Regions from separate parts of the Mus musculus genome. Here region 2 is linked to region 1. The links are chromatin contacts, called in public promoter capture Hi-C maps. All regions are on one chromosome and are shown on one strand. The core of a region is the stretch at or near the end of the contact, and the rest is flanking DNA. Distances in the headings are between cores, read along the strand shown. Region 1 holds the start of Frrs1l (ferric-chelate reductase 1 like). Region 2 overlaps Epb41l4b (erythrocyte membrane protein band 4.1 like 4b).

Evidence for each region. Promoter capture Hi-C pulls out the DNA fragments that hold promoters and counts their contacts.
Region 2: a promoter capture Hi-C map of hippocampal neurons shows a contact between it and region 1, with 2.0 times the contacts expected there. The contact joins the enhancer-like site here to the promoter of Frrs1l in region 1. A contact is called at or near these places in 1 of 39 promoter capture datasets (hippocampal neurons), 1 of 115 datasets of contacts at active chromatin or transcription factors (embryonic stem cells) and 3 of 9 other capture datasets (adipose tissue, liver and pancreatic islet).

What each region holds. Positions count from the first base shown.
Region 1 is chr4:56,987,845-56,992,799 of GRCm38.p6, forward strand. It overlaps Frrs1l (ferric-chelate reductase 1 like), which reads right to left and starts at 2,547. Exons shown (of 5, transcript NM_001142965.1): 1 at 2,190-2,547. The coding sequence starts at 2,427. Epb41l4b (erythrocyte membrane protein band 4.1 like 4b) reads right to left here. Exons shown (of 25, transcript NM_001355492.1): 25 at 4,128-4,955.
Region 2 is chr4:57,043,798-57,048,752 of GRCm38.p6, forward strand. All of the region lies in intron 15 of Epb41l4b (erythrocyte membrane protein band 4.1 like 4b), which reads right to left. Among named protein-coding and RNA genes, the nearest start is that of Gm34738, 3.8 kb to the right of the region's middle. Within about 2 kb of position 2,529, at least 8 of the 459 cell types and tissues checked have an H3K27ac peak or open chromatin away from gene starts, as enhancers often do. A contact at or near this core is called in hippocampal neurons, where this site is marked.

The DNA.
Region 1 (4,955 bases), core at 1,297-3,796:
GCCTTCATAAAACCTGCTTATACAGTTCATTCTTTCCATGTATGTAAACAGACACAGAGCCTGGCTTGTTCTTCCTTAGTTGAGAATATATGTGCTCACATACTACCTTTAAGTCACTTGGAAGGACAGACTGGTTGTGTAAGGGAGAAATACGGACTACGTGCTTTCAGAAAAATATGCTTAGGAATATTTAACCTCTCCCAGAGTGATAGATTCTGTTTAGTGTGTTGTTCCTCACACCATTTGCTCCTTTTTCCAGGGCTCAGGGGTGCCTGGCCTCCCTTGCAGCTAGGACATTACTTAATTATGCTTGTAATTGCCAAAGACTATGAGAAGAGACGATCTATGCAAGCAGCCAAAAAACGATAATTACTTATCCTAAACTTCTCTTTTCCATTTCTTCAGTTGTGTGTGTGTCTGTGTGTGTGCATGCACATGTCATGTGTATGTGTGACTATGGATGGGCGTATGCCACACATGCTCCGAATGTGGAGATCAGAGGACAGCCTCAGATGTCAGGTCTCTCCATCCATCCGGAGATAGGGTCTCTTGTTAGCTGCTGCATATCAGATGGCCCACATGCTCCAATGATTCTATTGTCTCCATGTCCCATAGCTCCACAGGAGTACTGGGATTACAGACACAGGAGCTACTGTACCTAGCTTTACATGGGCTCCAATGCTCTGAACTAGGGTTTGTGAGGCAAGGGCTTTACCAACTGCGCCATCTCTCCAGCACCCTACCATCAATTTTGAACAAAGACATACAAGCCACCAATCTTCTATTACAGAGATGAGGACAAGGTCTTAAAGGATAGTAGAGCAACAAGATGGAAGGCACGTAGGTCCCTGAGTGACAACATGGAGTAGAGTTGCTTCATCAGCCCTTGAACAGCCAGAGTCGAGGTCACTAAGTGTGTGTGTGTGTGTGGGGAGGGGTGGTTCAGCAGTCTCTATTTAATAAATATATTTCCAATATTATTGGAAATAAATATATTTCCAATTCATTCTCTCCACCTTCCTTAATATAATAATTGTATTATTTTGAAGTGGATACTGTATGTCTTTTTTAGCTACAAGATTACCTGTCCCCAACTCCTTTACAGCTATGTGTGACCACATGGCTAAGAAACTAAAATCATTCTATGGAACTTCTATCAGAGTAGCATCCTTAATAAGTAGGCAGTCAGTATTTTCTCCCCACTTTGTCTTTTTCACCCTCTGGAAAGTGAAGGTAGTGAGTGGGGTTCAAGCAGCTACTTGGGGTCATTAAGCTATAAGCTGAGAATTACGAAGGAGCAAAAGGTCCCTAAGACTGGAGACTTCATGCCAGCTTTGGATTGTGGGGCTTCTAGATTTCCTTGTGTGAGAGAGAAAATCCTATCTTATTGATGATATTAACATTTGTATGCTGCGTATAGCTGAACCTCATCCTCATTAAGAGATATATCCACGAACAGATAACCTCATTTCAACCCTCAGCTTGATTCTTGGCTCCTCTTTGCCAAGCTTTCCGAAAGCTGCGGAAGTAAGAGACCAGTTTCCATTCCTTTTATCAGAATGGCTTTGCCTTTTGTACTCTTTGAAACAGCTCCTCAGGGAAGCTGGCGAAGAAATCTCAGTCTCTGGGCCCAGATGGTCCCAACAATGGTGGCTCACACTAGGAGACTACAAGTGTGGTAGCAGCAGATGTGGGGTGGACTGGGGAGGGAGCTATGACCCATCTCTGGCGCCTGGGCAATGAAAGATGGAGCGACAGTACCTGTAAATTTAGGTTATTCCAGACCTACCAGGAGGTAATTGTGCAACGGTTGTCTCTAAGTTGGGTTTTCTGCTTCCCGCCTGCTGCCCTGGGCTCCGGAATTCTAGTCCAGATGGCGCCTCCTCCATTGCAGGAGAATGGAGGAGGCCAGACGCTGAGAACTAGGGGAGCATAAGCTTAGCACCTTCTATCCACAGCCTCGCAAGACTTGAGACTGACTCTCCCGGCCCTAGTCTCCCCACGTGTAAAGAGGGGAGCGGGCGCTGACAGCTCCTCCAGACTTCCCTCCTACAGGCTGGGTCAGAGAGCCGGGCTCCCTACTCTAGTCTCATCTGTGCCCATCTGCCTCCACTGACACCTTTGCGGACCCTTCCTGCGCCCCTCAACCTCCCACCCCCAGGTCGCCCCTCACCCTCTGGTAGCCTCACCCTCCTCTGACAGGTAGCGCAGGTCGTAGAACTCGCTGGCGAAGGTGCCGTAGGAGGAGTCGTGGCGCGGCACTGCCTCGTCCGCGCCCGCGTCCCCTCGCGCGCGTCCCCGGGGTCCCCGGCCCCCCGGGCCCGCGCTGTCGTCCGCGGGGCTGGCATCGCAGGCAGCGATCCCCGCCAGCAGCAGTCGCAGGAGCAGTGGTACCCAGGCCGGGCGCCGCAGGGGTTGCCCCGCCATCGCTGCGCACGGATCCCGCAGCCAGGCCGCTCCGGCCGCAGCGGGGACCCCGCGGGCGCGGGCCGGGACCGAGCCGCCGCCAGCACGCGCCGCGCAGCCGCGGAGCGCCCGCACCCGCCGCCTCCCTGCCTCGCTCTGCGCATCCTCGCTCCAGCCCCGCAGCCTGCCCCCGTCCGCTCAGCATCACCCCCTCCTCGCCTGACGCTCCTTCTTCGCGTCCTTCTTTCTATTCTCCCCATCGCCCAGTCGCCTCCAGATTTGACCTTTCTGGTCCCTGGGTGCTTAGTGTGGCCCGCTGATCTACAACATCAGCACCACCTGGGAGCTTGCTTGTATCGCTTCAGGCCCCACTCTGGATACACAAAGCAGAATTTGCTCTCTTACTCAAATCCCCAGCATCCAGTTTCCACACCTTATTAGAATGACTGTCGCCAACATCTTGCTCCTGCAACTTTTCGTCCGGAGAAAAAACTTACTAGACTCATAAATTTCTCTGGATCATCACAGAAGGAAGATGAAATCACAAACTCCCACTATCTACGTAGTCAAGCAGATATCAGAGACAGTGTGGAAAGTGTAACTTAAGACCTTGGCAAAAGCCACAAGTGCTGGAGTATAACCTGAGCCTTTCAAACTAGGCAAATGGTTTACCCAATTTCCCCAGAAGCAAAGTGCACAGACATTAAGTGAGCTAACCATGTCTGATAAGCACGACGAATCTCCACGTTTTCACATCAGCTTGTAAGACACTGCATTATTTATCTGGCCATTCATTTGCTCAATTATATACACAGATCCCAGGTTTGTCTTTAAATGACCCTTGTTGGGGTGGTGACAACTAGTTGTCTTCTGCAAGAAATAGTGACACTATCTCTTCCTCGATGCTACTTCAGAACCTTGCATGTAAACCTTTCTTCTGGTTCTTTTTTTTAAAAAAATGCATAAAGTAAGGAAACTGCTACTGAGGCAGAAAAACAGATTCCAAATGCACACCTAGAAGTCAGACTGCCTGGGTTATCAATAATGACCAGTGATCACTAATTCCCAGGATGTAGTGCATATTAAATAAGACCATGTAGGGAAAGGGTTGTAGGGTTCAATGTCACTGATGTCATAACCTTGCACAGAACTATGAAATACTGAGAAGCCAGTAATTTCAACTGATTTTTAGCCCAGTGGCTGGAAGACATGGGAGCTGTATCGGGATGGGAGATGCCTTGGGAAATCCAAAGGCCAGCTGTTCATTATTGTATATAGCCGACAGGTCATCAGAAGTTAACTATGTTAATCCTGCCAGGGTCTCACACTGAACCTGAAGCTCACCTCAGCTATGCAGGCTGGGCTGGGAGCTTGGGATCCCCCTGTCTTCCCAGCACTGGTATTATCGACATGCTGCCGCATACTGTTTTTTATTTGGGCATCAGGGATTTGAACTCAGGTCCTCATGTTTGCACAGCCAGTACTTTACTAACTGAGCAGTCTCCTGAACCCGGACCTTGCTGGATTTACCTGTCTAGTGAATCCCTAGGATCCACCTCCCTCTGCTTTCCACCCCAACACTAGGGTAATAGAGAAATGCTGCTGTGCCAGGCTTTTATGTAGGTGCCCAGGGTCCCAACTTCATTTCATACAGCAAACACATCACCCACTAACCCATTTCCCAGTCCCAGTTAGTCACTTTTAAAAGAAGAAGCATTTAATTTCATTTTCATTTTTAAAAGACAGACAACCTTTATTTCTCTTCTCATCAAAATAATTTCTCAAAAGGACCTTTTTTTTCTGTTATAAAACATCCCCAGATTAGTGCTACCATTCAGTATCCAACCAGGAACAGATGTGCCCTGCCTCTGACCGCCTGGTGTATGTCATTTTTCACTTTGAATTTCATAAGATATAAAAGCTGTGATCTTGGAAGTCCCTCAGAAAGTTAAACATAGAGTTGCCATATGATCTGGCAATTCCAAGAGGACCCAAAACATATGTTCACACAGAAAAATTTGTGTATGACTGTTCATAAAATTATCGTTCATAATAGCCCCAAAGCAGGAGCAACCCAAACATCTGCCAACTGAATAAATAGATAAACAAAACATAGCATCCTCATCATCTCCATTATTCAACCACAAAGACAGAATGACGTCCTGATACATGCGATAACACAGAGGAACCTTGAAAACATGGTTAAATGAGAGAAGCTGATCATGGAAGCCCACATACTATATGATTCCAGTTATATGAAGTGTCCAGAATAAGCAAATTCATAATCAGAAACCTACAGGCCAGGGTAGGGGTGGTTAGTGGTTGCTAGGGGGTGGTTAGTAGTTGCTAGGGGAGGGGCAGAGTCACAGGTCAGATTATGTTTGCCCTGCATCATGGACACGCTGAAAGACACTGAGGTACACACTTTAAAATCACTAAAATGGTGGGTTTTAGTCCAAGACTTTAAAGGTCTGTGATCTTTGAAATGGTGAATGATAACAGCGATATCAGAACCTTCCTGTGCTCTTTGGGAAAATAACATTCCTGAT
Region 2 (4,955 bases), core at 1,279-3,778, 56 kb after region 1:
TCCAATGTTCACAGTGAGTAGGGGAATGAGCGCCCGCGGGGAAACATGGCCAAGAGTAGGGAGCTGGCATTCTATCAGGACTAGAAGAGGAGCTGGAGAGCTTTGAGGAACAGTTCCTGAAAGATGGCAGACAGACACCATGTCAGATGCCAGGTACATCTTCACCCTCTGCCCAGAATGGGAGAAGAATTCTGAGGTTGGTCTCTGCTCAGGGAGAAAGTGCTGTGATTGGCTGAGTAATGCCTACCACAGGCTTGACAGGCCATAGTGGTATCACAAACTTGTCTCTACATATGCAAAGGGTGCACTACTTTACTTTAAAAACAACCAACCAAACAAACAAAAACCCAAAACAAAAATGCAGCATGAAAAGTGAAACAGTAAAAACATACAAACCAAACCCCACAAAACCAAAAAGCCCAATATACATGCCACAAATGAGAAGTGACATAATAATATGTCAAATAAAATATGCATTTGTGATCTCTCTTACAGCTATCTAAGGGGTAGGAGTGGGTTAAGACAAATGGGAAAACAATGGACAAAAGTGAAGGAAACTACCTGGGCTAGAGCAAGAAATCTGGTGCAGCTGAGGGTCCCAGCAAGAATAGCTATTCCTATTGTGGGGCAATTCCCTCTGATATTAAGACTCAGGAAGAAAACAACTCACAAGTCTCAGCAAGTTCCTGAAACACACAGGCTCACAAGCTTACATAAGCAGCAAGGGCTCCTGAAGAGAGGACATGTTCCAGCCTACTGAGCTACCTGTAAGTGATTTAGCCCCCAGAGTTCCAGCTTTTGTGTGAGCTATCACCCCTGCTAAGGTGGACTTTCAGTGATATTTCTGAGTCATCTGAGCTCCTGTAGTAACTCCAATGAATTCAGTGGTTCACCAAGTTGGACTTTGGTGGTGTTTGTTACTTTGGTCTGTTGTTGGATCTCTAGCTGGGTAAGTAGACCTTTGTTTGCATCTCTACAGGAACAGTGTCACAGTGGAATGAATTGGGAACATTCTCTGTTCACATACAGGGACCATCCTGAAGATGCAAACATGGAGTTTTGTTGGTTATGGATCTGCCTAGGAGATTTCTCAAGGCCTCATCCTCATGGGTCATCCTTGCAGGATCTTGGAAGCATCATTAACACAGGCTTTGAAGTAAATGGTATCCACAAGGCTGTGCATCTGCCCGTTAACCTCAGCAAAGTCAGACTCACAGTGGATAGACTCAAAAACATGCAGCAACATTCTAGCCTTAGGGACATCGGCCAAGGGTCAGGATACTAGGCCAACTCCAGGCTCACTAGAGACTGAGGCTCATGGGGTGTTTGAGATTCTGCAAAGCCACAGTATTTCTAGAATCTACCACCAGAATTGTTACCAGGACAGGGCAAGGAAAGGGTGAGGCTGGACTCAGGGCTTTCTTTTGAAAAGGCCAAGTGAAGGTGCTCCTGAGAAGCTAATCACAACCTTTGCAGTGTACGCAAGTTTTGGGTGACACGGGCCCTGGGGATCTAAGCTGGGATAAGAAACCACAGAACCTTATAATGGAGTCCTCAATACCCTCTGGTTCTATAGGTTTAAACTCAGGCAGATGTTAAAGCCACTAGGAAAACTCTTATATGCTACTGGAGGGAATGTAAGATGGTTTATTCAGTTTGGAAAAAAAAAAAAAACAAAAACAAAACAGCCTGGTGGGTCCTCAAAGAGTTAAAGATATCATTGCATGGTCCAGCAATTTACGCCAAGATAAGAATCCAAGGGAAAAAAAGATCCATGAAAAACTTGTACCTGAATGCTCATTCAGTATTATTCATAATCACGCAAAGGTAGAAGCAATCGAGTTCATCCATTAACAGATAGTCAAAATGTGGTTATCACTACAGTGGGAAATTACAAAGCCATGAAAAAGACGTGAACCCCAGGATCATGTTATAATTTAAATGAACCTTGAAAACACTATGCTATCTTGAAGAAGATGGATATCAAAGGCTACATACGTGATTCCTCTTATAGGACATGTGTAGACCAGACAAGTGGGGGGAAGCTTAGGAGTTATTTAGAAGTAACTCGGAAGTAGGAGGAATCAGGATTGACAGTCTATTGTTACTGAATTTCTTGGGGAGGAATGCAATGTTCCTAAAATAGCAAAAACCATGACCAAACAACATCATGCATATAACCAACTGTATATTTTGCTGAACTGTGCACTATGCGAGACAGATCCCAGTAAAGCTGGAGATCTTTGGAAATATGGATGTTATTCTCCTCTAGACATGGTCACCTATCTCTAAATCCTGCAGCTGGCCTGGGAACTACCACCTTTCTCCAACCTGCAACCAGCTCACTTTGCATATGGGCTCACCATGGGAGGGGAGGGGAGCAGGTCACACAGCCGGAGACCAGCAGCTGAGTCCGGGACACAATCCAGGCCTCCCACCTTTCCACTCGGTGCCCCAAGGGCTGCCCATCTGCTGTGTCTTACCATCTGCTCAGCTTCTATTTAAGGCAGCATGGAGTACTCATCAGGAGAATCCAAGTCCTCCTCAAAAGCCTCGGGCTGAGACACCCTCACGCTCTTTACCATCCAGTAAGCTCAGCAGGAACAGAACCCGCCATATGTATTTGTGTCCCAGCTGTGCTGGAAGAAGGGCTGGTTCATGGGAGGCCAGCAAAAGCCTCAGTCCACTCAGTCAATAGTCCGGGACCAGCTCTGTTGTCTGGCACTGTGCCAGGCACGGCAGTCGGCAGGGGAAGGACTTCAGTCTAGCCTGAGACATTGTTAGAGGAGACCTCCTGGGGTAGACATGCTTGAAGTAAGGAAGTCCTGACAGTTATGGAAGAGTGGACAGGGGCAGGGGAACACTGGACATTGTAAGAGAAGGGTTCTTCAACTTCTAAGGCCTGGAGCTGACAGGGTATACTAGGCATTGGGTGTGGAGGTCTTGCATAGCTTTGGTGTGTGCCTAAGAGTAGGTATCCTGCTGTTTCTCTTCTTGTCTCCCATCTGGATGACAAACCCATGGGGATTGATGGGAAATTGACATATGTTTTTTCTGAAATGAAGAACCACTTCACCCTCCTGAAAGGAGCAGTCTGTGCCTGCTCAGGAAGCTGAGGTGCCCTCTTTGCTCCACTGGTCACTAGGCTGAGTAATCGCAGGCTCCATGCCACTTTCCCCAACCCACTCCAAGGAGTTCAGTGCACTTCTGGGCCCCTACCCTGGCTCGCCATCTTGTGCCCCACAGATGTTTCAGCATCCGCCATGAGTGCTCTGTAGCCCAAGCCCCTACCCTGGATTCCTGTGGTGCCATCACCCTTCATCCTTTATCCTTTGGTTCTGGGGTGGTAAGCAGTTTCCAATTACTCTCATGTTGGGATTGCTTCAGTGGTACTTCAGGTCCAGTTCTTTTGTCCTTTGTATAATCGAGCCTTGTATGAAAGTCCCTCTGTAGGAAATGCCTAGATTCGTTTCCATTTTCCTGATTGCTCTTGCCAGACACAGGTTAACCCGCCCGGTCAGCACTACTCCAGCTTTTCCTCCCACAGCACTGGACTGGTCTGTTTCTTTGTTACTCACCATGTTGTTACTTTGTTGCTTTTCTTTTAGTGTCACCACACACAGTAGCCTAACCCTGATTTCCTTTCTCACACAGTCCTGTTTCTTCTTTCAAGTCAAATATGTCCTGACTGCTCCCTTTCTTTAGCTTAGATTTCAATTTCTTTCTCTTTGTTCTGGAAGCTTCTGCAGTTAGTCTATTCCAGTTGAGAAGGCAGGAGAAACAAACGAGAAAGCGTCTGTGCTTCGCATACATGTGTTTCTTTAGAGTTCAAGCTTACCATGGAAGCCTCCCATTGGCATTCCAGTTTGGAGCATTAAATGCTGTGCTTCAGGAGACCATATACGTAAGGCACATCCTTCTCTCTGCTCATTAAGACGGTTTAAAATGTTCATTGGTCAGAGTTTTGTTTTGTTTCTTTTCATTACAGTATAGGACTAATGTTATTAACCACAGTCCAAGGTATTTCTCAGTTTTATCACAATTTAAAATAGTACCAGTTATTACATCTCCTAATATCTTATACTTCTTCCCCTCCCCCTCCTGCTTCTCTGTGTGTGTGTGTATGTGTAGGTGTGTGTAGGTGTACATGTCTGTACGTGCTGTATGTGTGATGCATGCACACGATAGTACAGGTGCCAGCAGCCATGCATACACATGTGCTCAGACTTGGGCCCTTCTCCATCACTCTCCACCTTACAGGGTCTCTCACTGAGGTGGGACTCTGCTCGCTGTTTCAGTTAGGCTGCTGGCCAGCAAGCTCTAGGGTCCTCCAGTGTCTGCCATTTCAAATGCTGGGGCTACAGGCTACAGCCATGCTCTCTTACATTGCTTCTGAAGATCTGAACTCCAGTCCTCATGCTTGCAAAGGAAGGGCACTTACCTACTGTCATCTCCCCAGGCTCCTATCTCTCTGTCTTTCTGTCTCTCTCTTTACACACACACACACACACACACACAGAGTTACTACTTCTGGCCTCTTACTAGCTGTAATTCACTTGGATTTTACGATGCTCAGATGAATAGTATTCCATATTTTGTTTTCTTAGCTTACTGCATTGGTCGATAGTATATAACAGGAGGACGCAGAAGGCCTTCTGTTGTCCTTGTCTTGGTTCCGGAGCATAAAGGTTAATTAATGTTTCAACATTAAATGCTGTTCCTGCAAAACCTTACACATCAGGCTAGACTCTGACTGCCCTTCCTTCCACTTTGTTACTAAATCCCTTGAGCAGTGACTTCCCCCTGCCCTGAGATCTGTGCTTTTCCTCCAACAGGCACTTTTCCCATTGCTAGGTGCTTTAAAAAGACGGTGTTTGAATTGCCCACTGCATCACCATCCGGCTTCTCACTGGCTTTGGGGATCGATTTTCCAAGAAGCTGCACGACAGTGCCTG